6 separate regions of the Mus musculus genome follow, and all the other regions are linked to region 6. A link is a contact called in public HiChIP or PLAC-seq and promoter capture Hi-C data. All regions are on one chromosome and are shown on one strand. The core of a region is the stretch at or near the end of the contact, and the rest is flanking DNA. Distances in the headings are between cores, read along the strand shown.

What was found. Promoter capture Hi-C pulls out the DNA fragments that hold promoters and counts their contacts. HiChIP or PLAC-seq counts read pairs in DNA pulled down with a chosen protein or histone mark.
Region 1: a contact with region 6 is called in a promoter capture Hi-C map of cranial neural crest. The contact joins the enhancer-like site here to the promoter of Atf2 in region 6. A contact is called at or near these places in 1 of 39 promoter capture datasets (cranial neural crest), 1 of 484 Hi-C or Micro-C datasets (embryonic stem cells) and 5 of 115 datasets of contacts at active chromatin or transcription factors (the 230-238 cell line, bone marrow-derived macrophages, embryonic stem cells and 1 more).
Region 2: a contact with region 6 is called in an H3K4me3 HiChIP or PLAC-seq map of the SCID.adh cell line, with 9 read pairs. The contact joins the enhancer-like site here to the promoter of Atf2 in region 6. A contact is called at or near these places in 1 of 39 promoter capture datasets (the HPC-7 cell line), 2 of 484 Hi-C or Micro-C datasets (B cells and Th1 cells), 6 of 115 datasets of contacts at active chromatin or transcription factors (the 230-238 cell line, the SCID.adh cell line, bone marrow-derived macrophages and 3 more) and 1 of 9 other capture datasets (liver).
Region 3: a contact with region 6 is called in an H3K4me3 HiChIP or PLAC-seq map of bone marrow-derived macrophages, with 2.7 times the contacts expected there. The contact joins the enhancer-like site here to the promoter of Atf2 in region 6. A contact is called at or near these places in 1 of 39 promoter capture datasets (the HPC-7 cell line), 2 of 484 Hi-C or Micro-C datasets (Th1 cells and embryonic stem cells) and 8 of 115 datasets of contacts at active chromatin or transcription factors (the 230-238 cell line, bone marrow-derived macrophages, effector CD8 T cells and 4 more).
Region 4: an H3K4me3 HiChIP or PLAC-seq map of bone marrow-derived macrophages shows a contact between it and region 6, with 2.9 times the contacts expected there. The contact joins the enhancer-like site here to the promoter of Atf2 in region 6. A contact is called at or near these places in 5 of 39 promoter capture datasets (the 3T3-L1 cell line, the SN4741 cell line, cranial neural crest and 2 more), 1 of 484 Hi-C or Micro-C datasets (conventional dendritic cells) and 17 of 115 datasets of contacts at active chromatin or transcription factors (the 230-238 cell line, the NIH/3T3 cell line, bone marrow-derived macrophages and 9 more).
Region 5: a contact with region 6 is called in a promoter capture Hi-C map of cranial neural crest. The contact joins the enhancer-like site here to the promoter of Atf2 in region 6. A contact is called at or near these places in 6 of 39 promoter capture datasets (the C10 cell line, the SN4741 cell line, cranial neural crest and 3 more), 2 of 484 Hi-C or Micro-C datasets (forebrain and stem cell-derived neural stem cells) and 14 of 115 datasets of contacts at active chromatin or transcription factors (bone marrow-derived macrophages, craniofacial prominence, embryonic basal ganglia and 8 more).

The regions. Positions count from the first base shown.
Region 1 is chr2:73,494,664-73,499,159 of GRCm38.p6, forward strand. The region is part of intron 1 of Wipf1 (WAS/WASL interacting protein family, member 1); the gene reads right to left. Among named protein-coding and RNA genes, the nearest start is that of Wipf1, 33 kb to the right of the region's middle. Within about 2 kb of position 1,713, at least 69 of the 459 cell types and tissues checked have an H3K27ac peak or open chromatin away from gene starts, as enhancers often do. A contact at or near this core is called in bone marrow-derived macrophages and memory CD8 T cells, where this site is marked.
Region 2 is chr2:73,446,922-73,451,220 of GRCm38.p6, forward strand. Wipf1 (WAS/WASL interacting protein family, member 1) reads right to left here. Exons shown (of 8, transcript NM_153138.4): 2 at 928-1,016. The coding sequence starts at 978. Among named protein-coding and RNA genes, the nearest start is that of Gm13707, 62 kb to the left of the region's middle. Within about 2 kb of position 2,355, at least 14 of the 459 cell types and tissues checked have an H3K27ac peak or open chromatin away from gene starts, as enhancers often do. A contact at or near this core is called in the SCID.adh cell line, where this site is marked.
Region 3 is chr2:73,474,546-73,478,955 of GRCm38.p6, forward strand. All of the region lies in intron 1 of Wipf1 (WAS/WASL interacting protein family, member 1), which reads right to left. Among named protein-coding and RNA genes, the nearest start is that of Wipf1, 53 kb to the right of the region's middle. Within about 2 kb of position 1,301, at least 49 of the 459 cell types and tissues checked have an H3K27ac peak or open chromatin away from gene starts, as enhancers often do. A contact at or near this core is called in bone marrow-derived macrophages, where this site is marked.
Region 4 is chr2:73,546,384-73,550,458 of GRCm38.p6, forward strand. No RefSeq gene overlaps it. Among named protein-coding and RNA genes, the nearest start is that of Gm30940, 13 kb to the right of the region's middle. Within about 2 kb of position 2,313, at least 51 of the 459 cell types and tissues checked have an H3K27ac peak or open chromatin away from gene starts, as enhancers often do. A contact at or near this core is called in bone marrow-derived macrophages, where this site is marked.
Region 5 is chr2:73,605,582-73,609,890 of GRCm38.p6, forward strand. All of the region lies in intron 1 of Chn1os3 (chimerin 1, opposite strand 3), which reads left to right. Among named protein-coding and RNA genes, the nearest start is that of Chn1os3, 11 kb to the left of the region's middle. Within about 2 kb of position 2,175, at least 48 of the 459 cell types and tissues checked have an H3K27ac peak or open chromatin away from gene starts, as enhancers often do. A contact at or near this core is called in embryonic limb bud, where this site is marked.
Region 6 is chr2:73,890,787-73,894,778 of GRCm38.p6, forward strand. Atf2 (activating transcription factor 2) reads right to left here and starts at 1,853. Exons shown (of 15, transcript NM_001025093.2): 1 at 1,689-1,853. Gm10822 (a long non-coding RNA gene) reads left to right here and starts at 1,622. Exons shown (of 3, transcript XR_003953852.1): 1 at 1,622-1,953; 2 at 2,125-2,251.

The sequences.
Region 1 (4,496 bases), core at 463-2,962, 400 kb before region 6:
TGTGTGTGTGTGTGTGTGTGTGTGCATGGTCGGGGGAAAGCATGTGTGCCACAATACATGTGTGTGGAAGTCAGGGGACAACTCTGTGGAGTCAGGCTATCTCTTCCCATCTTTATATGGATTCCATGCAAATGCATTTACCAGCTAAGCTGTCTTCCTCTCTGGCCCCAGTTTTTAATAAACTCTACTTCCCTCATTATTGGAAAATCACTACTATAAACTATAAAATTTATCAAAGCTTGATCATATGTCAAGTAAGTAGATTTTATAGGTGGGAAGCTCTCCTAGCAAGAAGAAATTTGCGTGAGGGAGAATTTACATTATTTTCAGGCATAGTGTGCTACAGAATACACAAGATGCTCAAATAAAGGTTTTAAAAAATAACTAGCCTGATTAAAAGTACAAACTTAATGTTACAAAGCAAACATTACCACTACCCTGGATTGTCATGATGATGGACTGCAAAAAAAACAAGCCAACCAACCAAAGGGGGACCTGAAACCCATCTGTGGACTGAGCCTGGAGGATTACTTGTGCAGTGTACAGGGCAATGTGTTTATTGCCTACACACAACTCTTCTGGCCAGAAAGAGAAAGAAAACACTGAAATAGTCATGGCCACTCCATTCCCCTCTCATACCATGGTGACACACTTAGAGTGACCAGAAATGAGCCAGGAATCTGCAGCCTTCTTGGGATGTGTCAGCGTCCTGCCATACCTGACGTGATTTCAGTTTTCAAAGATGCCCAGTTTTCATATTCCAGAGTCCATACCCGATAACCATTTAAGTCCATCTGTGTACTGTGTATACATATACGCAAACACAGAGGCATGTTTAAGAAGTTTTAACTCTTAAAGACAGCAAAAGCTTTCTAGCTGAGGAAGACCCTGTCCTAGGGCTATGCAATTCTTAAGGTGGCAAGGGTTCAGCCAAGAATAGGCCCCTGGTAAGCAAACTCACCAATGCAGAGCCAGACTTCCTCTACCAGACACCCAGGAGGCCTTTAGCATTCCAGAGCTAAGTACCAGGCAAATAGGGACCTCCTCCACAGCCTGCAGTCCTCCAAAATAATTCAGACTAGCCGGTCTAAAAGGTCTACCCTATCCTGGCTTGCCTTTTCTGCAGAATCTCTGATACAGTACCTGGCCTGAATATTTTCCCCAGGAGAGTAGTTATGCCTCCCAGCCCAGTCTGCTTCAGTTTACAGATAATGCTCGGTGGCGTGACACGCCTCCTTTCTTACAAGCATACTCGATTCTGTTGTTTCCGCTTGGGGCCACAGCTGACTTACCATTGCATAAAGGATGTTAAAAACATCTGGACATCAGGCAGGAAAGAGAACTCAAAACTAACTAAACAGATGTGTTTCTACCTCAGCAGGGCCCGTGAACTTTAACCCCACTGAACGGTGTGGAACCAGAAGCCCGTCTCCTCGTGGCTCTTCCTGTTCTGACGACAGCTGAGAAAAAGCCCCGCTGCGGTGACTTTACAGCTCCGTGATGAGCACCCTTCCTATGACAGCTTCTCCAAAATCAGTTCCCTTCAGTAAGGTGAATGAGAAGATTGTCAGCCCTTCTGGGCCTTGGCTCAGGGGTCAGTTTCTTCCTCCTGGACCCGCCCACATAGGATCATAGCCCTGGATTCTGATGGCACCAGCGCAGGCCACAGCCCATCCTCCCACCCAGATAAACTTCCTCCCTCAAGGGAAAGAGTTGGCTGACATCTTTTAATGAAGATTACTCTCTTCCAGCAGTAGAGAAGAGAGGTGCTCTCATTCCCAAGAGCCACCACACTCTAACTCAGTCTGTCAATGGTCTATGCTGTGCACACAACGTGCTGCAAAATAAAAGGTGCTGACCCAGCGTCTAAGTCAGCCTTTCTAATCATTTACAACACCCTCATCTTCCTAGCGTCTCAGTGTATGAAAGCATTTTCTAGACCTGCGAGAACAGCCAGCCTGACCTTTTCAGGAATGACCAAGCCACTTCAGCCATTCAGATTCCTCTTCTTTACTGTTAAGCAGTGCTTCCTGACAACGTTTTTATTAAGAAGAGGGATATTCCAAAAGAAAGCACCGAACCTATACTCACTCAGGACTGTGCTTTGAGTACTTTTCGAGACAGGGTTTCTCTGTGTAGCCCTGGCTGTCCTAGAACTCACTCTGTAGACCAGGCTGGCCTCAAACTCAGAAATCCGCCTGCCTCTGCTTACAGAGTGCTGGGATTAAAAGTGTGCACCACCACTGCCCAGTTACGCTTTGAGTACTTGTGGGCTCTCCTCAGAGGGATACACAGTAAGTAATGGCAAGATGGTCACACCAGGAGGACCTGGGTAATTGTCACATAGCCTGCATGGAACCATCTGAAGCCTACAGAGACTGCCCCAGTGAGCAACATTGGATGCGCCATGGAGTTGCTATGCCAGACAAAGCCCACGCTGCTTATCAGGCTAAAAACACAGTAAACAGAGCGAGGTCTGACTGGTCTTCGATACTTTGTGGGTTCTTCTTTTTCCCACACTTTATCCCCTGCCCCCGTCTCACCCCTTATCACCAAATAGGAGAGAGACCAACAGCCACTAACCCCGCCTACTAGGGCTCTAGCATTTATATACCTTCTGAAAAGTTCCCAGAATTCCAAACGTCACGAAATCGCAGAAACTATTTGCAGCTGGCCAAACCATGCCTCTGCTAGAGCACGAGGCAAATCATAGTCAGCTGATGCAAAGCAGCATCCATAGCCTCACATCTGGGATGAAAATGAAAACATATTCTTATAATATGTCTGTGGTTTTTCTAAAGAAACTAAAATTCCACAATTCTCATTACACAGAAGCAATGAAAATCTTTGAGGTCACTGAGCATTGTGGGATCCAGTCATGTACCCTGTGATCAGCCACATCCTATCTTTCAAACTTCAGCTCAAGTACCCGTTCATAAACAATGATAAACAAAGTGGTAACTCATGCAGTTCCATAAGGAAGGACTGACACGTCACGTCAGCCCAAGGGCCTCTGCAACACCAGCTACTTCAGGTCCCAAGAGCCTAGTCTGCCCTAAGGGCTCAGATTACTTTACAATGCTCACAGTCTCACAAATTATCAGTGTTAACCATTTGTGATGGTTTGTATATGCTTAGCCCAGGGAGTGGCTCTCTTTGGAGGTATGGCATTGATGGAGTAGGTGTGACTTTGTTGGAGTAGGTGTGTCACTGAGGCAGGGAGTTTAATACTCTCATCTTAGCTGCCTGGATGCCAGCTTCTCCTATTTGCCTTTGGAACAAGATGTAGAACTCCCAGATCCTCCTACACCATGCTTGCCTGGATGCTGCCATGCTCCTGCCTTGGGGATAATGGACTGAACCTCTGAACCTGTAAGCCAGCCCCAATTAAATGTTGTCCTTGTAAGAGCTGCCTCGGTCATGGTGTCTATTCAAGGCAGTAAAACCCTAAGACACCATTAACCACAAATAATTATTATATTAAATGCTTATGGATATGAACAATACTATCATTCAAAAAACCTAAAGTGCCTTTTTGTGCATTTGTCCAATTTATTACCATTGGTAAGGAAGCAATGGCCTTCAGTTACCAATAAATGAAGATATCAATAGCACACACTTCCAAGCAAGCTGTAAAACTGCAGGAGAACCTGGATTGTCACCTTTCAAATGTGTCCCAGCTCCAAACTCTCTGCTAACTCATCAACTAGATGTGTCAGTTAGCTTTGCATTGTTATAACAGACATCTAAGATAACAGACATCTCTTAAGGTTTATTTGGGCTCACAGATCTGAGGGTTTCAATGCATGACCTATAAGTTGAGCCTGTGGCAATATCACATCATGGTAGGAGCACACAGTAGGTCTACAGAGCTCACCTGCATGCAGTAGGTCTACAGAACTCACCTTGAGACCAGGAGGCAAAAGGGAATAAGGAAGAGCTGGATCCCATAATTCCCAATGGCCTAAGGGAGCAATGGCCATAGGTTCCACATTTCAAAAGTTCCAGCAATTCTCAAGGGCACACCACTGGGGACCAAGCCCTCTAGGGGCATTATAGAACCAAAACACATGAATGAATAAATGAATGAGTGAATGAATGAATGGTTAATAACTCCCTGATTATCTTTTGTGAGAAAAAAACTAGCAGTTGTATAGCACAGTTTGATGGGACCGGCGATCTTCGATCATGACCTTGCAAATACAACGTGTTATATGGTGACTACTAAGCCATCTATAAAGTCAGGCAAGATTGCTGGTTGGCTATTCCAGGCATCTATTAGCATGTACTAAATGGCCCTAAAGCTAGCAGTATAAAGCCATTACCATTTCCCTGCCCCTTTAGGTCACGCATGTCCTCAGGAATTCAGAAACAGTACAGTGGAGGCAGCTTTGTAACATCTGTGGTCTCCACTGGGTTCACCAGCTGCACTGGAAGCTTAGAGCACTGGGGCTGGAGAAGCCATTTTCAAGATGGCCTCTTCATTTGCATACGCA
Region 2 (4,299 bases), core at 1,105-3,604, 440 kb before region 6:
AAGAGTTATATAAAAGTGTGCCATGGGAACCTGGAGCAGGAGACTTTTTCTTCCCCAGCCTCAGTTTCCCAGTACAAGAAATGAAAGTGTCAGTCATCAGGGTGCAGCTCCCAAGCAGCAAAGGCTCACGTGGTGGGTGGGGCTCTGGGACGAAGTGAGTCTTGGAGCCTTCCTGCAGGTGAATGTACTAAAATTCCCCAACAGGCTCTTCCAAGGAGCAGGAGGAGTCCAGTGATGAAAGCCTTTGGGACACGGTCATCTAGGACAGGTTTAGAGGGGTGTGAGAGTGTGGGGGGAGTGCGGGGGGGGGGGAACATTTGTCGAGAACAGAGTGTAAAGAGAGGGGATGGGGCAGAGAAGAAAGAGGTGAGGCTGGAGAATGTCGGATGCCTTGCAGAGCCCTCGCTTTCAGGCATTACGTTCGTCTGAATGGGGAGGCAGAGCATCCTGCTTCCGAGCTCCAGAACTGTCCCGCCAAGCCTTATTTTAAGCTACCATCACATTTGCCTTGATAGATCTGGTAGATGAAGACTAATAATCCACACTCCAGGCCTGTAAGCTTGGATCCCAGGAGACCCTGAACCAAACACATTCTTTCTGTTACCTAGATTTGACAGGTCTCAACTAGGTGCTAACCTTGGAAAAGACTGGGCCCTGGCAAAGCAGACCTATGCGGGATGCCAATGCACTTATGACACAACCACCTGCCAGCACTTGACTTTGTTCAGTGGTCTTCATGCACAGGATGAAGGGAGAAATCTACTGTATGGTCATGCACAGAAATAATGCCAGTCTTTGGGAGGTGAAGGCACAAGTTGCAGACCAGCTTGGACTACGCAGCAAAAAGCTTTCTAAAAAGCTGTCTTGTATGTCTTTTTTTTTTTTTTTTTTTTTTTTAGAAAACCTGAATAGAGAAAATATACTCACGAGTGCAAATGTTGGTGGCGGTGGGGGTGCTGGTGGGGGAGGGACAGGCATCTTGGGTAGTTAAAATTTCAGCAGTCTTGAAGGTAAATCTGTAAAAACAGAACACATTGGTGCATTAGACGGCTTGATAACAGTCTGTCTGTCATAACCTCCCTACTTCTCTTCCACAGTAACATAGGACACCTTTTAGAGGGGATGGGGTGCACTACCCTTCCCTCAGTTACCCTGGCAGGACTGTTCAGGAGGGACCCTGGTGAGAGTGGACATTTGAGTTGGAGATGCGGGGTGACTGTCACACCAGTACTGACACTGCTCAATTCTGTCCCTGCACGGCGCTGTAAGTGTGTGTCGGCAGATGTAAGCCTGTGCCTGCAGAAGCAGGCAGGATTTCTGGAAGCTACTAGAAAGCATCCCTGTCTGGTCAAACATATTTCGAGCAGCACCTACTCTTCCTCACTCATTTGCATAAAATCCTTTTTGCTCTCCCGCCTCCTACCCCCCCCCCTGGAACTGGTCCAACATTTTAATGAGATCTCTAAATGTTCTAAAAGTGCTGAAACTTTAGAATCTCTGTTAGAGAGTTTGAGCCTTATTCCGGTGAGCAACCTGGGACACTAACCACCTGAGGTCTATGCAACACTATGCCCAAATTCCAAACACAGGAATTATTTTCCTTTATTCTTAATAGTCTCGTCCAACTGCAGAAAACAATTTCTTAGCACTTAAATATTAATTTGGCTCAACCACTAAAAAGTTAATGTGGAAAATTTATACTTTAAGACAAACCATTCATTGAAATATGGCAGGACAGCCTGCTCCCTGTGAACACCACCAATAGGTTCCCATACCTGCTTCTAAACCAGTCTGAGGACATTGGGGACCCAGTGCCTTCAAAGTGAGCTAACTATGAAACAGAACTTCGCCCAGTGTGGTGGGGCACCCAAACGCTTAGGAGGCAGAGGCAGAGGCAGAGGCAGAGGCAGAGGCAGAGGCAGAGGCAGAGGCAGAGGCAGAGGCAGAGGCAGAGGCAGAGGCAGAGGCAGAGGCAGAGGCAGAGGCAGAGGCAGAGGCAGAGGCAGAGGCAGAGGCAGAGGCAGAGGCAGAGGCAGAGGCAGAGGCAGAGGCAGGAAAACACGGCAAGTCTGAGGTCTACACAGTGAGTCTGGTCGATGTTGCAAGCCCAGGTTAGCCAGAGCCACAGAGAGATCCTGAGAGGGAACATATTTTCCAAGTTTTTTTTTTCATTCCTTTTTAATCCTGGGGTAGAGGAGTTCTATGAGAGACTGCTGGAAGTGGCTTTATCCAGTTGTGGTTTATTACTGCAGTGGGCTGTTTGAAAACTCAGAGCATCTTGCTCTGTAAATATTGCCGGAAGTTGCTGTGCTACATAAGATGGAAGGGTTGAATCAATAGTTGGGTGTTTATCTGCTCTGTGTGTGGAGGGATGGGGGTGGGTATCAAAGGAACAAAGCAAGACACAGAAGGCCCCACTGCTCGCCCACCCTTGCTACGGCTTTTACATTCTACAGTTTCCATTTAAGTCCAATGACAGTTTATAAATAACATCCTTAATTTATTTTCATGATTTTTTTTGTGTGCGCCCGGCTCCTTTCCAACTTAGTTTTGTTATTTTCTCCCCTGATTCTGAGGAGAGCACTGTGGAGAATCGCAGTCAGCAGGAACATACACCCAAAGTTCTACTTGTCCTCAGAAAAAAAAGAATTCGGTAATAATTAACTTTTAGATTAAAAGGGACCTTGGGTAAATAACAGCCAGAAATAGTTCTTATTTTGATGTACACTCTGCTAGCTTATAAATGCAGAAGCATGCATGCCTAGGCACCCATTCCCCACCCTCAGGCTGGGCAAATGTGTTCTCTCCCTCTCCCTGTCTCCCTCTCTCCTTTCCTCTCCCTCTTCCCCCTCGCTCCCCCACCCCCAAAATTTGGCCAAGAAAGATCAATTAAGAAATTTTAGAATACACATAACTCAGTAGTGTCTAAATGAGTCAAAGGTCTTAAATTCACATTGTTATTACAACCATAAAAATAAATAAATATACAGGTCATTCCAGAAGCTGTAGATCCACTCGAAGGCACATAGAACTATCTAGTAATACGAAATTGCTGCTAAAATCGTGAATTTTTTAAAAAGCTCAGAGTTTTGAGAGTCCTACTGGAAAAATTCTTCTTGATTTTTGTTCTTTAGAGATTCCACCGTGCAAACCAAGTGTTGGATGTCTTTAAAATCTGAAAACCATTAAAACTTATTAAGGTGAACTTGGCTTTGTTCTTCAACTTCCTGTAAAAGGACTCAACGGGGAAAACTGATGCTCACAGTAAACCACAGTCATCCTGTTTCTTTCACACAATCTTTTCACAGGTGCAGTTGCCTGTAGTTTCTATTTTATGACACCAGTTGCTAGGCAACATCCCCCCACCCCACCCCCAAGACCTCTCTCTTTTAGAGACTTTTACTACCCTGGCAGAAAGAAAGGCTTGCTGGTCTTATTGCTAATTACTTCGCCTCTCCTGAGCTGAAGGTCCCTGCTCCAGCAAAGAGGCAATCCAAACAAGACAGACAGAAGGATACAGAAGGCAAAGCAAACAAAGCTCACAGAGTCCCCAGGAGTGATGGTTTGCCCCCACTCATGTTCAGTGGAACCCACACTGGCTGCGCACGGGACCCTCCACTTCCCACAATGCACTTGCTCTTTGCTTATTTGAAACAACAGCTTCAGTGACTACTAGGGTTGTTCTTTCTCATGGCAGCAGGTGAGGGAAGGGCACGCGGAGGGCCCACAGCTAACTCAGACACGCTGCATTCAGAGTTCTGGATAAGGAGGGAGTTTAGGGCTGAGATATAGCTCGGTGACAGAGCATGTGACAGCCTGCGGACCTAAAAGTGTTCTCCAGAGCAAAACTGAGTGTGGAGAACCTGGGAGGCAGACTCACACTTACACTTCCTCTGGAGAAGCAGAGGTTACCATGGAGAGTGTATTCTAACCTACTATCTTACATATTTAATTTAAAAATTAACAGAAACTGTAGACATCCGAGACCCCTCTAAAAGTAAGAGCATGAAGTTTGGCTGGTGACTCAGCTACCTGTGGTTTAGCTTAAGGGATAAGGACCAGGAATCCTATACTTTATCCATGTAAGTGAAACCGATTTTCTTCCTGCATCTTCCCTCCTTTCCAAGTACCTTCTTTAAAGGGCTCAAACCTCAAAGCTGACGTTTCCCTAAATCCTCAGCACCACATTTAGTATTCCCAAGAGGATTAATCTCTGCCTCCAATCTGCAGTACACACACACACACACACACACACACACACAGCACTCAAATCAACATACTGAATATGTTTATTTTATC
Region 3 (4,410 bases), core at 51-2,550, 420 kb before region 6:
CCACCATTCCCAGCCTTGAATTTCATGTGGTACAATGTTTTTCTCCCTAAGGAATATTTTAATTAATAATTGTTTAAATAAAGAATTGCTTATCCATAGTTCTCAAAAACATCTTCTAAACCACCAACAGGAAAATGGAGGCACTCAGCGCTGGGGAGGGAAGGGCAGACGCCATCTTTACAGAAGGAGAGTCCAGAGGGGAAGGGCACACGCCCTCCCCCCATGCCTCTACCCTCCCACGTCAAGCCGTGACACTGTTACCCATGGCTTGTTATTCAGACTGTCCTTTTTGCTAGCTGGTCAGCACTCACTCCCAGCAGCTGTTAGACAGCTCGGCTGTGAGCTCTACCTGCAAGGGCGCGACCACCTTCCTATTCATCTTCCAGAGTTTTCGGAGCTGATTAAGTTTGGAGATTCGGCTTCTATCTATAACTCCCATATGGCAGAAACAGCTGTAATGTCTGCCAATGCCCTCCTAATACTTCTTCTTGTTAGCTTAGTTATTTTTCTTTTGTTAAAGATTAATGTACTTATTTTATGTATATGAGTACACTGTTATTGTCTTTAGACACACCAGAAGAGGACACCAGATCCCATTAGAGATGGTTGTGAGTCACCATGTGGTTGCTAGGAATTGGATCTCTGGAAGAGCAGTCAGTGCTCCTAACCACTGAGCCATTTCTCCAGTCCTAGCTGGATTTTTAAAAAAATTTTGGTTTATCCATAAGCCCTGAAGACCTTAATAACTGAGAAATTTCAATGAGGGAGTTTCATGGTATCAAACCGGCTTAAAACAAATTAGTTATACATTAGAGTATGTGTTTCCTCGTGTGTTGAATAGCAAGATCTAGTGGATAGGCTATTATGTTCTTCAAAGTGGAAATGGGCATCAACAATATATAGAGATGTCTGCAATTGTAATATGCACCAATTAATCTACTGTTGTGTAATCAATTACCCCAGAACCCCACAAGCACTTAAACCAAGGCTATTACATTATATCACAGAACCCATGGGGCAGAGATCTTCTCACACAGCCTAGCTATATTGCCTTTGACTATCTATCACAGGACTGCAGCCAAGGTTTCAGTCAGGGCTGTAATCTCACTAGAAGGCTTGACAGAGGGAGAAATTGCTTCCGAGCTTTCTCATGCTTCAGTCTCCACCCTCCCCAGCCCAACCCCCTCTCCCCATCTTCCCCCAGCTGTTGGCAAAATGCCTCCCTTAGCTCCGTAGCATTTAGTTCTCTATAGGATAGTTGCTCATGACACTGTGGTTGGCTTTCTTCAGAGAAAAAGACAGTGAGGATGGAAGCGGAAGTCTCTGCAACTTGATCTCAGAAGGGCATCCCTTCCTCTTTGTATACTTCCTTCACCAAAGTGAATCATAAATCCATTCCACAGGCAGGGCAGCTCACCAACAAACGCTTGTCATATCGCAGACTATGGGTCTGAAGGAAGGGTTGTATAGAAGAACTTGAATTTCAAGGGACCTGGATCACTGGACACTGTCTTGTAAGTCGCCAGCTACCTGGTGACATACAACATCTACAATTTTCTGCACGAGATGATGTCACAAGGGTCCCTAATTCTACCTCACTTTGCTGGCTACATTCACAATCCAAGGAAATGCAAAATTCCTAGGGGCTAGTAAAGACAGAGAAGCGAAACTTCCTCCTTAGTTATTTGCATTTTTATTTTATGTGTATGAGTGTGGTGCCTGCATGTATGTTTGTGCATCACATGCATGCCTGGTGTTCATGGATGAAGGCACGGAATCCCCTGAAACTGGAGTTACAGACAATTGAGAGCCACATGGGTGCCGGGAATCAAACCCAGGTCCTCCGCAAGTGCCCTTAGCCACTGAGCCATCTCACCAGCCCCAGAAGCACCATTTCTCTCTCCAGTTTATAGACTTCAGGTAGAATGCCTCTTCATATGAAGTAAACAGTCTATCTTACACCATCTAAAAGCCAGTTGGGTGCTTTGGGGGATGGGCACAAAGATTCTCTTTTAAAAACGTGGGTTTGTGGTCCACTCAGAAATATATCCAACTCTGAAGACTTCCCTTGCAAAAGGCAAATGTTTGGCCTCGGTGAGTAACTCCGGGAGTTCAGTTTTAGGGACTCTTTACCTACTCTGGACTTCAGCAATCTGCGTTAGCAAACAAGCCCTGGTTTGAAGCAATAGCCACCTTCCTAATACAAAGTAGAAAACAAGAACAGGGGAAGAGCTGGGCGGTGGTGGCACATGCCTTTAATCCCAGCACCTGGGAGGCAGAGGCAGGAGGATTTTTGAGTTCAAGGCCAGCCTGGTCTACAGAGTGAGTTCCAGGACAGCCAGGGCTACACAGAAAAGCCCTGTCTCGAAAAAAAACCAAACCAAACAAACAAATAAAAAAGGAACAGGGGGAGATAAATGTTTTCCTGCAGGATTCTTCTCTTTTAAAAGCTGGGGCCACTGAAAACAGGGACCTAAATCCTCCCTGGAGGAGAGTGGCACTTTACCTCGGTTTCTTTCATAGTCACGACCCCTGTAGCCACGCTGCCAGCAAGTATGGAATAGCCTGAGCTACTGTGGAGGAGGCTGAGCCACAGAACCAGTCAACTCCCCACACACGCTTGCAGGTTTCAATTCTGCCATCCCAGACCTCTGGAAATCTCTTGTCACTTGCTCACAGGAATGCTTTGTTCTCATTTTCTCAGGGGTACAGAGGCCACATATAACACGTTTCAAAACTGGACTCTGTCAAGTGCTAGAACTCGGTCCCAGAGCAGTGCCTGGCACTGTCTTTTCAGCTGTGGAATTACAGAAGTCTTGGGGACTCTGTTGTTCGCTGAGGCAACAGAAGCTGCGAACAATTCACTAACTGGTTTTTGAAGCATCCCGATTGTTTGATAACCAGCATTTCTGCGTCGGGGCAAACAAGAACAAATACCAACTATGGAGAGTACTGCTTGGGAACGTCCCCTTGGGAGGATGTTGCTTATTGGAGCTGACCTCCATCCCTGCAGCACTCTGGCCTGCGTGGAGAGGACAGGACCCAGTTTTCTTCCCAGTGCCTGTGCTGCGGCCACAACCTCTGGGTCCTGGATTACTTCTAAGGCCTGCAGAACATTTCACTCAGATCTCCCTGGGGCGTCTGCCTGACAGTATCCCCGAGTCCAGTTATATCTGGGCATACAGACTGGGACACTGCTGCTGGCTAACGGCTTTTGCATTCAGGTGTTCTGTGGGTCTGCCTGATCAGCATGATTTTAACTCACAGGTAACATTGCTCTCAAGGTGCCCATCACTGTATGGGGCAGAGGCCGAGGAAACATGTTATTCATGGATCTGTGGATTGTCCCACCTAAGAGCAACTACTTGAAACGGGTGGGTTCCATTATGTTAGGTTTACTGTGAAAACCATTCTGCAGTGCTGCTGGCTGCTCGTGTAGAATTACAAAATGCTTTTTGAACTGCTAAAATGCTCCAGTTTGTTTTACTTCATGCTTCTGGGAAGTGGATGCGGGGAGCTCTGAACACACACACAGACCTGTGGAATTCAGTCAAGTCACTTCCTCCCTGAGGAATTCTCATCAGAGTAAACAAGACTCATGCGGTACCTGCCTCTGATGCAGGTTGAAGATCCAATGGAGATAATTTACAGACAGACGTGACAAATGTGCTCCTGGTATCTGAGAGCAGCAGTACGAGTGTAGAACTTAATCTGTTTCCGTGAAGAAGAAATGCCAGTATCATAATGCAATATTTACATAAATGTAAAGGTTGAGGCTGTCTGACCTGTCTTGCTAACGTTTCCATGTCAGCAAAGGCAGGCTGGACTTGATCAGCCATTGATTTTGCCAATGTTGTTAAGACACAGACTTTTGATCCTTAAAACAAATATTATAGAATCCATTGGTGATTAAGGAGTTAAAGGCAAGGCTTGAGACAAGAAACATGCCCTTTTCCCACTTACCCCCAAGAGCTCCGTCTCTCTGAGCAGACATCAGAAATCAAAGGCTCCACAAGATGCAACACCAGCCCTGCCCCACCTCCTCTACAAGTGCTTCATGGGTCACAGGGTAATTCGGGAGTGACACTGTACCACTGAGAAAGAGCAGTCTGTGTCTTCTAGAACCCTCTTTTAGGTATACACATATATACCCCACTCTCCTCATGGACCTCAAACAGGTATATCGAACGTGATAAACCCTGAACTCTAGATGTCCCCTGCTGTATAGCCACCCTGCCCACTGCCTTCATTCCTTTTTGACAGCATTTCCGTTTTTTTCATGTGCTTTGGCCAAAATTCTAGGGATTCCCTGACTCCTCTCTCCTCCAAACGCTATTCAACCCAATAATTAATCTTACTGAATTTTGCTTTTTAGATTTTATTTTTGATTATATGTATGTGCGGGTTTGT
Region 4 (4,075 bases), core at 1,063-3,562, 340 kb before region 6:
CATTTCCCGCTCCCCCCACCCACCCTGCCACGTGCTCATGGCCGACCTCCTCCACTCCTCCTCCTCCTCCTCCTCTTCCTCTTTCTGTCTCTTTGTCTGTCTCCCTCTCTGTCTTTCTCTGTCTCTAGTACCCTCTCAAATCGCCCCTGCATGTCCTAAATCAACTCTGTTCCATATTAGAAGAAGGAAGAGGAGGAGAAGGAGGAGGAGGAAGACGACGAGGAGGACGAGGACGGGGAGAAGAAGAAGAAGAAGAAGAAGAAGAAGAAGAAGAAGAAGAAGAAGAAGAAGAAGAAGAAGCCGCCTGAGATGTTTGCCAGTAACTGATTTTGTCACTTTGGACAAGTCACTTATGACCTGTGTTTATGCTGTGGTCCATAAAACCCTTCCTTCACAGGATGACAGGATTGCAGTGCCTAAATGATAATAATGTATCATCCCCCGGGGCCCTGGCTCAGCACCCGCTGCAGTAAGGAGCAATATGCAACCTGGATAGCCTCCTCATTGCTCAGAGTATCAGTTTCCACCCCGTTAAAATCAGAGCAATGGGTATCCTAGCCCACAGGGATGTCGACGTGTAGAGGGAGGATGTGTGCACCAGGGTCCAGCCAAGCTGGTGTTGAAAGCTCATTTTAGCCTTATTGGTGGGCGTGTGTTGACCTGAGACCATGGTGTGAACTCAGGTCTGCCTCTGCGCTGCTAGGAGCACCTGCTTCTTACTGCTTGTCCAACAAGAACGTGGCTTCTGGGAGCTGAACCATGAGTGCCAAAGGGGAGGGGACCCAAACCTTTCTAGGCCAAGGAAAAAGGGAGGGGGAGCCAGGTCTGGGAGGTCAGACATCTACCCTGTTTGTCTACCTGGATATCCCACGAGACTTTAAGCTGCCTAAGGACAGATAGGTTTTCTTTCTCACCATGAAGCTTGTGTGACCCTAGAGCAGTGGTTCTCAGCCTTCCTATCTCTGTGACCCTTTAATACAGTTCCTCCGGTTGTGTGACCTTCAGCCAAAAAATTATTGTATTGCTACTTCATAACTGCGAATTGCTACTGTTATGACTCTTAATGAAAATATCTGTGGTTTCCAGTAGTCTTACGCAATCCCTGTGAAAGAGTTGTTCCATGACAGGGGTCATGAACCACAGGGTTGAGAACCACTGGTCTAGAATTTTGTTCGGTAGATAATAGGTATATATTCTAGGTGTACTGTATGAACAAATACAGAATAAAATGTTATGGTCATATACAGGATTCCTAGGAGGAAGAGCCTTCCCCATCCGCTGCCTTTCAGGGCTGTTTTGTTTTGGTGATTGTGGGGCTCAAACTCAGGGCCTTAGATGTGTTAGGCAGGTGCTCTCCCACTGAGCTATAGCCCAGTACGTCCCTGGGCTTTCTGCCTGCGTACTGCATTGTCAGGGGCTGAAGGGAAGGCACCTATCCCTGTGGCCACTCACAGCCTGTTCTCACAGCGCCTTCTGGTGAGCCTGGGATTACCAGAGCCTTCCCACAAAAAAACAGCAGTCTCTCTGTATGCCTCCTGGAAAACCTCCCCTCTCAGCTAACGGTGGGGGACACCGTGAGCTCAGCATTGACTCTAAATCTGAAAGAGACCATTTCTAGTGAAGGGGGTAAGCCACCGGAGCAGGTGAGGTGCCCGGTCCACCACTGCCCACTTTACAGTGTCACCAAGGTTTGACTTTGGGGTTGGATAGACATGTCCCTCTGTCTTGGCATTGCCCTTTCTTGCTTCCAGTGTGGCGTTAGGTTAGTTGTTTCTCTCTCATGAAAACTGATGTCCTTGTTTACAAAATGTGGATATTAGAAATTTCCTCATGTAGTGCTGTTATGGAGGAAGAAAACAGACCATGTCTTGGAGCATCCAAGTGAGGTACTTGAGAGTTCTTGGGGCACCAAGAAGCTACGCTAGGGTGGTGGTGTGAGCATGACCAGCCAGCCCTCTGAGCGGGATCTTTACATGTGGCAATTTAGAGCTTGCATGTGGGAAGTGCTTATGTTTTTCAAGTCCTTTGTCTCTTCTCACTAGGCCTCAGACACTCTAGGGTCCTTACACTCTTGTAAACAACACCTATCTTGTTCTCTCATGGTTTTCCTAGAGTGGGAGGAGGGGGCTCAAATCTCAGCAGGATGCAGAAATCACATGGCCAGGTACAACAGCTGGTTTGGAAGCCTTTGAAAAGGTGAAGCAAGAGAAGGAGGCGAGGAGGCTTTCAGGAAACCCTGGGGCCCTTTCTGCTTCCTCCTTCTAAAACTTACAAAGCCACTGCCACATACTCCCCTACTGCCACTCAGACACACCACACAACTGCATCCAGACACTGGAGAAAGTGAAGGGCATGCTGGAGGGCACAGCCCCACTTCCCCTCTACCAGACAGGAACACTTCTTTTTACCTGACACTTCCCTTACTCATGCTGGGCACTTCTGGTTTCTGCTATGTCAGGGAGTCTAATTTCTTAATGGTTCTTATATCCTCCTAGGCAACAGAGAGATGACTTGCTCAACAACGTGCTCATGTGTAGGGGAGGACCATTCTTTGTTGTGGGGCTGTTCTGGATGTTAAAGGTTTTTTTGTGGCATGCCCAGCCTTGGTCCTGTAGGTGTAAGCTGGACCCACAAACATAGAATCTGAGAGTCTAAATCATGGTCTGATCCAGATCATAGATGATTCAGTGGAGTTCAGTGATGTCTCTAAATGGTTCCAACAGCTCATGGATAAGCCACTTCATGTCCTGCTGTTTTACTGATCCCTGTTATCAAAGCCAGTCTCTGTCAGCTTTGCAGAGGCAGGACCTACACTGAGCTCTCCTGTAAGAGGCTTTAACGAGAGCAGAGAGCAGGTAAGAGCAGCTACTGTTCATGCCTGAAGGCAGGGATGTTCCCCAACCAGACCCTCGGGGAGATCTATACATCAGACTTGACCAGGGCCAAGGGCAGGGGAGAGGGAAGGAGCACCATGTGCCTGTGTGGTTCTGCCAGCTCGACTCCAGGAGCTAAGCCTCTAGAAGGATTCTGGTCTAGACGCTTCTCTACAAAGGTCGTAGTTTCCCTGATTCACACATTTTAGCCAAAGTCTCTCGGTTGTAAAATGTCAGGTCCGAACTGGAAAAAAGTGATTCCAATGTGTGCTCTGGGTCAGCCAGTGGGCTACTTTACCAATAGACGGTAAAGAACTAGAGATACAACCCTAAATGGAACGCATATGGAGTGCTCCCCCCCCCCCACCGCCCCCATGCCTAAGGATCAGAGATCGTAGGTGTGTGTGAGAAAGAGAGTAGGGGCAATAGGTAGCAAATGACTACAGGGAAATTGTCTACTGAACACAGCAGGGCAGCTGCATGTGTGAACTTACAGTGGCTGATGACAGCGTGCACAATAACCTGTGCAAGCCCAAGCCATGAAATCCCAACATGGAGTGGGGAGCTGGGTGTGAGGTCTCATCCCAGCTGAGGATCTGTTGCCAACTGTCAGCTACTGAGAGCAAGAATCAGTTTTCTCTAGGAGTGTGGCCTCAGGTGAGTGGAGAAGGCCACACTTCCAAGAATATGTAGACAGCACAATTGGACTTGTCGACAAAGGAGGAGTGGAGGGAGGAGGAAGAGAAGATGAAGACATGAAGCTAAGTAATTGAGAAGGGAGGAGTTGGAGGAGGGGTGAATATGGTCAAGACAGATATGAAATCCTTGTTTCCATAAAATAATGGTTATAATAAAATGGTAAGGTTTAAAACTAGTCACACTTGTTATTGACAATCTTAAGCTGCCCTCTGGAAAAATTCTTTTGGATTTTTTTTTTTTACATGAAACCCTGCAGTCTAGGAATCACTGACAAGAACCTTGGCCACCCAAGTACAGAACGGGCAGGTCAGCCTGAGCCACAGTGATGGGTCACTCTTAAAGGCTTGGGCAGGGGTCTGTGGCAGGCAGAATTTCTCTGGCACCGTGAGTTCTAGCATATGCAAGTGCACTGTAGCTGTCTTCAGACACCCCAGAAGAGAGCATCAGATCTCATTACAGATGGTTGTGAGCCACCGTGTGGTTGTTGAGATTTGAACTCAGGA
Region 5 (4,309 bases), core at 925-3,424, 280 kb before region 6:
TGTGTTCTAGTCTTTTGTTGTGGTAAATATCATTTGGAGGTTTCTACCTCACCTTAGATCACTGAGCTCCCAAGTAAAAGACACAAAACCTTTATATTTGTAACAAGTCTTAAAGCACTAGAGCTGGGTAGATATCAGCCCTCTGTGCTATTTTGTCTCCTTCCTGTCAATAAACCCCGAGATATCATTTGCCATGTTCCTCCTGGGCTGCTCCTACTCCAGTCGGCTGCCAAGGGGTCACGATCTACCAATCCCAGTGTGGCTCCACCCCCTCCTATCTTCTCTCCTCTTGGCCCCTGCCCGAGACCCCAAGCTGGAGAACCTTACCCCACCCCTTCTATTCTGCCCAGCCTAGGCGGTAGGCATCTTCAGGGATAACTTGGGGGGGCAAGTCTACACAACAGAAGCTGGTGTACTTGAGGATCTCCTGGTCTTGGAGCAAGCAGATTTTGGGGTTTTGAACCAACCCACTGTATCTGCTTGTGTTCTCCTGCTAATTATGTTACCCTCAAACTTGTTTTGTCCCCAATTGGTTTTTGTTTAGTCAATAAAGTAGCCAGTGGCCAATGGCTGGGCAGAGAGACAGAGTTAGGAGGAAGAGGGCATTCTGCCGACAGGGGCAGAGGAGGCAGATCACGCCAGAAAGGTGCAGGAGAGAGACAGCGGATTTGTAGGTATAGGGGAAAGCGGCCCCAGGAGGGCTGCCCAGCGGGGTCCAGGGCAGCAGAGATGGAATATAGACTTAGAAAGTATTAACTCGGGAATATCAGAGGGGAGTGTGTGTTAGCCACGTGGAGATGGGAGTGGCCCAGCCACAGAGCTGTTTAGGGTATATTAACAATAAGGCTGTGTATGTGTCCTTTGTTTGGGAATCCAGAACATTGGGTGTGTGGCAAGGAACGCGAGCATGCCCACCAGGAAGTATAGAGTGGATTCATTTGCTAGCTATAACCCACTACAGTCTTCATCACAAAGCTATGGCTGAAGACTCTCTTCTTCCCTGGATTAAACTGTAATCAAATCCTTTTCCTTTACCATTTTGATTTCCTAGTTTCATTTAGAGAGGGAAGCTAGGTCCCGGGCTCATGCATCTGAGTGTGGGGTTACATTTGGGAAGGGGTTAGAGCTGCTAAATACTGCTCACTGGAACACCAGGCTCCTGTGAGAATCACAAGAGCATGGAGCCCTTGGTTTGGTTGAGCCCAGTGCAGGCCCGGCTCGGCAGTGCGGATAGGGATACAGTGGTCCAGAGTGGCTGAAGCCCGCAGTGGGTCTCAAGTATGGGTAAGCAGAATAAGCTAAATGCTACCTAGAGAAACTTAGTGAGTCCTTGCCTCAAAAAGGGAAGAAAAAGAGGAGTGGGAAGGAGGAGGAAATGGGAAGAGGGAGAAAGGGCAGGAGGAAGGAAGGAAGGAAGATGGAGACGTAGATTAGTGGTACAGAACTTGCCTGTCTGCAGGGCTCTAGGTTCAGTCTTTGATACAGCAACAAGCAAACCCTAAGCTGCTGTAAAGGACCAGCGGGAATAAAGACATTCTAGAGTCATTCTGGCCTCTCGCAGGCTATCAGACAGACAGACAGACAGACAGACAGACAGACAGACAGACAATGCACCCTAAGGAACTGGAATTCCCCCCAGGAAGCTCAGGCTGGGAGGAGGCCAGACTGAAGCCTGGTACCAATCAGAGAAGCAGCTCATTTCCTGGAAGATCTGACCACCTAGCAGGAGAGCCTGGAGCTGGGTGATCAGCTGACCACACCTTGAGCTGGACAGTTGTGCACATTGCTTCCCTCTGCTTAGAACTAAGCCTTAGTCAGGGCCCTGAAGTCGGAGAGTTATGGGGGCCCTTTTTTCCCCTTTTCTCTATGTGGCCACATAGATCTCTTTTTTCACAATTGTCTTTTAATTGACCTATTGATGATGAGGGGCTGAATCTAGCTTGTTCGAATTGACAGGGCCTGGGCTCTGACCCCAGGAATGCTTGTGACACTAACCCTCCTAATGCTTCGCTCTCTTGAACAGACTTCTGACCCCTTAGATTTGCAGTGTTCCCCACTCTGGCCATTTTGGAACAAGCCCTTCCTCCCTGGTTGCTGTCAGCACCAGGAGCAGCCTAGAAGCAGTCTGCTCACCCTCCCTGGGGTTTCTCTTTCCTGTGGGAGTGACTCAAGACCTAGTTATCATCCCTGCAGCCGTCCTCCCCTGCTGACCACAGGGAAGGTCTGGTGGTTGTGCGTATGAAAGAGCAGGCCTTCAATTTGAGCAATTATGGGGTTCAGCCCTGGATGGTCGGCAGTGCTCTCCTCTGCTCACAATGTGGTGTTTATAACCAGTAAGCTTGGCTTCCAATTACAAGCTGTGGCCTCTTCCTGTAACACCATAGAAAACCTTGGCTGTGCTCTGAGACGAGCATGTTGTTTGGGGGGATTGGGCCCAGGTTTTAGCACAGGAAAAGCTCCAGCATTGCTGTCAGATCTCACGGACCTTATCACCTGTATTACCTCGTGTTTGACCAGGTTTTGGAGGGGAGAGGGAGGGGGTGGTGGTGGGCATATTTCTCTATATCTCAAGCAAAAGCAAAGTGGGGCCTGTCCTTGCTGGGTCCCTGGTAGGCTCCTTAACATCCACCTGTGGAGTGATCGGTGTGTGTGTGTGTCTGAGTATGTGTAGTAGGTAGGCCCTGGGCCATCCTTGCTTGTGAAAACTCCTCAGAACAAACTTCTACCAGTCCTTTGTTTCTCCCCATTCTAAAGTTAAAACAAGAAGAAAAAAAAAATGGTGGCTCATGGGATACTGGCAAGGAGATTTTTTTTTCTTTCTATAACCCATAGTCAGACTTGAAACCGTATATGTTTGCAATGTGAAAGCCTCTAGCTCCCTTTGCAGATGGCTATGTGATCTGAGAAGCTAGAGGGACGGGGCGGGGGGGGGGGGTGTAGAAGAAATCTGTCTGCAGCAACCTAGACCAACCAGCCTGACTTCCTCCCTCCTCCCCTCCGTGTAACTTAGTCACCTTTCAGAGGACCTTGATCTGAAGGGGAGTCTTAAGTATGTGCTAACCAACCACAACCTCGTGACAAGGGCAGGAGTATATCAACTCACTTCTCACTTTGGGGTACCAGTTACGAGCTCCCACAGATGGCTCTCAGAACAATTCATAGTCTTTAGTCTCAACTAGGGAATGAAGAATTCTGGAAGCTATTGATCTCCTCTACCAAAACCACTGTTGGGGTGTCAGGGCCTTGAGTTTATTCCTGTTACATAAGGATGTCCTTCAGTGGTTTCTAGGGATCCTCTATAGTCTCCTAATAAAGGGTTCTAATTAATAAGGTGTTTATGTGATTCATTCTGATTTCTACAAAATCTAATGTCTTTTTTTCTGACTTAGTACCAATTTATATTTAGTGAGTTGTACAATTTAGAATCAAAAGTGAATAAGACTGTATTGAGGACAGAGTCAGATGTGGGGCAAGTGACTTTGGAGAAAAGCACAGACTTTGGACTAATTATTTTCTCTATTCTCCATGTATTAGAGAGACTGTCTTTCCATGCCTAGCCAGTTCCTCGAAGAGTTCAAAGGACTTCCCTTTGCAATGCCAAAGCACTCCAGAGCCAACAACCCCTACAATGGCTGCAATCCAGGCAGTGCTCTTACACTGAATCACTAGGGCCAGGTGGAAACCAGTGAGTCACGCCATGACCATGACCTAGGATGCTATTCTACTGGCTAATCCTTGGCCACTGATTAACTACTGCTTCCCTCCAAGGCCCTGTGTGCCTGCCTGTGCCTTGCCTCCTTGTTTCTTTGTGTAGAATCTCAGTTGTTTCTCCCTTGTTTGCTATTTGATTATACTTGAAGCAAATTCCTCGTGCATTGTAACATACCCAGAGGAAATGAAGCTGGCACAGCTAGCACTAGGGGACCATTAGAATCGCCTGGGATGCTGTCTGTCCGGGACTTGCCAACATACCCTTGGATTTCATTGGCCTGCAGTGATCTAGGGGACAGCTAGACCCTAGAAGTCCCAGGGCAGTGGTTCCCAGAGCAAGATCCTGGGTCAGTATCTGCATCACCTGCATGTAGTTAGAGATACAAATTCTTGGGTCCCACTTCAGACTTAAACTTAGGGATTTGAAGTAGGGAGCTAAAAATTGCTCCCCAAGTGGCTCAGGTGACAAAGATGTGGTTAGAGGAGTGGGTCCAGAGACAGCTGGCCTTGTAGCCATGGTGAGGAACGTGGCCTTAAGTGTGAAGGAAGTTACAGAAAGACTTTGAACAGGCTCTGGCTGCTGCATGCTATGTGGTAA
Region 6 (3,992 bases), core at 603-3,102:
AAGAGACTAAAGTCAAAAATGAGTGGAAACAGCATGTAAGGTAAAGTTATTTACTAGATCTAGCAATATAATTGATTAGGAGAGTACAGATAATAATTAAAACTCAAGTTTTCAAGTTTTCTTAAAAATAAAAAAAAACAAAAACAAACCTAGATTTCTTGACTTAATGTTAGTCATGAAATATTTAATGGATAGTATCATTTCAAAACAATATAGCTTTAAAATTTTAAAATACCCATGAAAACATCTCTAAACATCTCTCCAATTATTTATTAATGATTTTAAGACCTAGAACCTTAATTATCACTCAACTATCGATGGCCTTAAAGATCCATGTACTTAGTTTTCTTGGCTTATATAGGATATGTTTTTAGCATACTCTACAAAATATTTCTATACTTTTGAAAAAAGTTTATTGCAGGGATTCTTCAAATAGGTTTAGCAAATTTAAATACAAGACTCTTATTTCATCTAGAGTTAACTGTTTTAAAATAAGCCTTTATAAAGTCTTACCATTTGGGTGCTAGAGACCCAGGCCATTTGGCGCTAAATGAGTAGTATTCCTGGAACGGTTATTACTTGACAATGGCCAAGGGTTAAGAATTTCTTCAAACAGGACAAACTGAGCTCAGAACAGTCCGTGTTTGGTCAGATGTTAAAAACAGCATTACCTGCATCTGGTGTGAACGTGTCCCTAGTTTATAATCCCCAAGAAACTGTGACTTCCACAAGGTAAACTAGGTATTAGTCGATGGGCCTAGAGTCTATCATGAGTATCCCTTTTACTCAATTATACTGGTGGTAGTTTTACTCGACCTTCCCAGTTTAAGAGTCTCCATTAAAGAAGAGACAATTTTATAATACCTATGTGCATAAAAATAGTTCCCATCTCCTCCAAGGTCTGGTTCAATGAGTGAGCATCCCGGGGAGACATACACACATCTCTCCCTACCTCTCTTCCTTGTCCCTGGGGTAATAAAAGGCACAGATTATTTTCCTACAAAAGCTCTGCAGAACACCGGTCGAAGTAAATGGGGTGTGGGGGGGAATAGCAGAATCAACCTGCACCCACACCTCAGCCCCGCCCCACCTGGAAAGGGGGGGGTGGCGGCGGCGGGAGTGTGAGGGCGGCAGAAAGGACAGAAAAGGCCGAGACCACCAGCAGGTTCTCCATTACCATTGGCTCCATCACGTTCCACCGAGGCCAGAGACCCTTGCTTCCCAATCCTTCAACGCACCATCCCAAACCCTCGATCGCCCGAGTCCCCGGTGGGGAGCCCAGCGTGGGCCCTCTGGGCAGCGCGATCAAGGACTAGCGGCGGGGGTCTCCCCGACAGATGGGCGGATCCGAAGGGCGCCTCGGGGACCTCTCAAGTGACCACACCAGAGGAGAAGTCGGAGGGAGGGGTCGGAGAAGAGCCGTTATTCCTTCTCGCTCAGGCTTGGGAAAGCGCGCGAGGGAGGGGCCGGCCGGAGCCGCAGCGCGTTACCTAACGGTCCGGTCGCTCCGCCAGACCAGAGGCGGCAACGCGGCCACCGCCGTCCGTAGGGTTGGGGTCCACAGCAGGGGCGCAAAAGGGGTGGGAGGCGGGGGGTGGAGACTACAGGCAGCGACGTCGCCATGTTAGCACCTTCTTCCTCTGCATCCCTACAACCTCCAAGCCCGTGGCCCTTCCACCATTACTCACCTTTCCAGGTCACTAATTCATGGTCCTGCCAGCCACCCGCGAGCCCGGAGGCCGGCCGTGTTTACAAACTAGCCCCGGAGGAGAGGGCTGAATCGCACTTTAAAGGCCACGGGCTCCCACAGGCTTCCGTCCTCTCTCGCGAGATCCGACTGACAAACCTTCTCCCCGCCCCACTCCCGGCATCCCTGCCGCTTTCTTCTTGCGCCCCTCCCCTTCACGCACACGCCCCTTCCTGCTTTCCACCGAGGGAGCGCCCGCGGGTCAGGTGACTCCGTCGTGCCTCGGAAAAAGGGCGGGTCTTCAGGAGGGCGGGGGCGGGGAGGCGGGAACCAAAGAACACTCGGACGCGAGTGATTGGGCGAAAAGCACGAAAGGCGGGAAGCAGGTCCAAAGGGGCGTGGCCAAGGTGCCCAAGGACCGTTGTTTCGGTAACCAGGGAACTGCAGAAAGCTGTGATTGGCAGCCGTCGGGAGGCGGGCACGAGAAGCTGCACCGGATCTGGGGCGCGCGCGCAGGTGGCGGAGGAGCGAGCAGGAGGGCGTGGGCGGTGTGAGAGAAGAAAGGTGAGGTCGGGGAGCCTAAAGGAGCCCAGCCCTGGCGCCGGATGTCTCTGTCGTATTGGTTTCTGACTTCGCTAGGGATATGAGACTATGAAGGGAGAAGCGCTTCTGGACCACTCTCCGTGTACCGAGAAGCCAGAGCTGGAGAGAGAGCTACGCTTAAGGTTTTGGAGAGTCGGGGTTTGCCAGTCATCACCTCCGCCCCCATGTGCACACTGAAGCAAAATAAGTCAGCCCTGCGTAGAAAATAGAAACCTTTTCTTAGAGAGTTCTTTGTTCGGATTTTACTAAGCCAGAACTGGAGCCGATCTTCCCCACCACCCTATGTCAAGTATATGGTATATTACATACGAGTATGTTCAAAGGCAGTGATCAAAAGGAAATACACCGTCTTCCACCCCCATGTCACCATATTTTAAAACAAAGCAACGATCTTTTTCCTAGAGAAAAATTCTTGTAATTATGAGTGTTTCTTTTATCAAATTTCCTTTACTTAGTTAGATATAAAAATACAAATTTCAGGGACCGAAGAGATGTCTCAGCGGTTAACAGTACTGGATGCGAGCCGGGCGTGGTGGCTCACGCCTTTAATCCCAGCACTCGGAAGGCAGAGGCAGACGGATTTCTAAGTTCAAGGCCAGCCTGGTCTACAGAGTGAGTTCCAGGACATCCGCAAGTAACCCTTAAGCCGTCTATAACTCCACTTCCAGGGTACCTGACGTAGAATTAAGAAATTAATTAAAATTATTAATTTCAATAGAATCACTTCATTCATTTAAAGCTTAAGAGATCGGTATTAATTTTTTTATTTTTTTAAATTTTCGAGGCAGGGTTTCTCTGTGTAGCCCTGGCTGACCTGGAACTCACTCTGTAGACCAGGCTGGCCTCGAACTCAGAAATCCGCCTGCCTCTGCCTCCCAAGTGCTGGGATTAAAGGCATGCGCCACCACGTCCGGTTTGGTTAATGTTTTAAGGAGGACTAAAGGACGCCAATGAGAACCCAGCAGAGAAGAGGCATTCTTCCCACAATATTTTCCTTTGCTCTATAAATTGTAGTGCCAAAGAAATGCCTGTTAATGTAGGAAGTAGGTTTCAAAAAAACTAGGGGGCGGGGCGGGGGAAGGAACTGGACAGATGGTTAGGAGTGCTTGCTGATGTTGCAGAGCACCCAAGTTTAGTTTCCTATCACCACATACCTGCTCAGCTGCTCATAAAAGCGGGGTGGGGGTGGGGATCGGACAACCTCTTCCAGCCTCCGTGGGCATGTGGTGCACATTCGTTTATGCAGTCAAACACTCATACACACAAAGTAATGTCCTTAAAATTGGGGGCAAGAAGAAGGACGACTGATTAGTGTAATGACAATGAAAGAGACAGACCTTTACAGACCTTTACAATTCCATAACTGGTTCAGGTGCACTACTCCTAAACATACTTATTCCTACTGAAGATTTTGGTGCTTATTTTAGGGATGTTGGTTGTCCAATAAATATGTACAAGTTGCAAAATGTGATTAAGGCGCCTGTGAAATCTTGCACTGATTTTTAAAAAGCAAGCCTTTTTTTTTAGTATCATGCTTTTCCATTTGTTAAATGCGTATTTCTAATTTAGATTTATGAATACAATTCGTGTCTTTACATAAAATACACCCAATTTCTCCACGCCAAGTGAATCTAAAATTGTAAGTTTGTCTGGAATAGTATCTGAGAGTTAATGAGCCTGCCGTCTAATAATGATGCCTAGC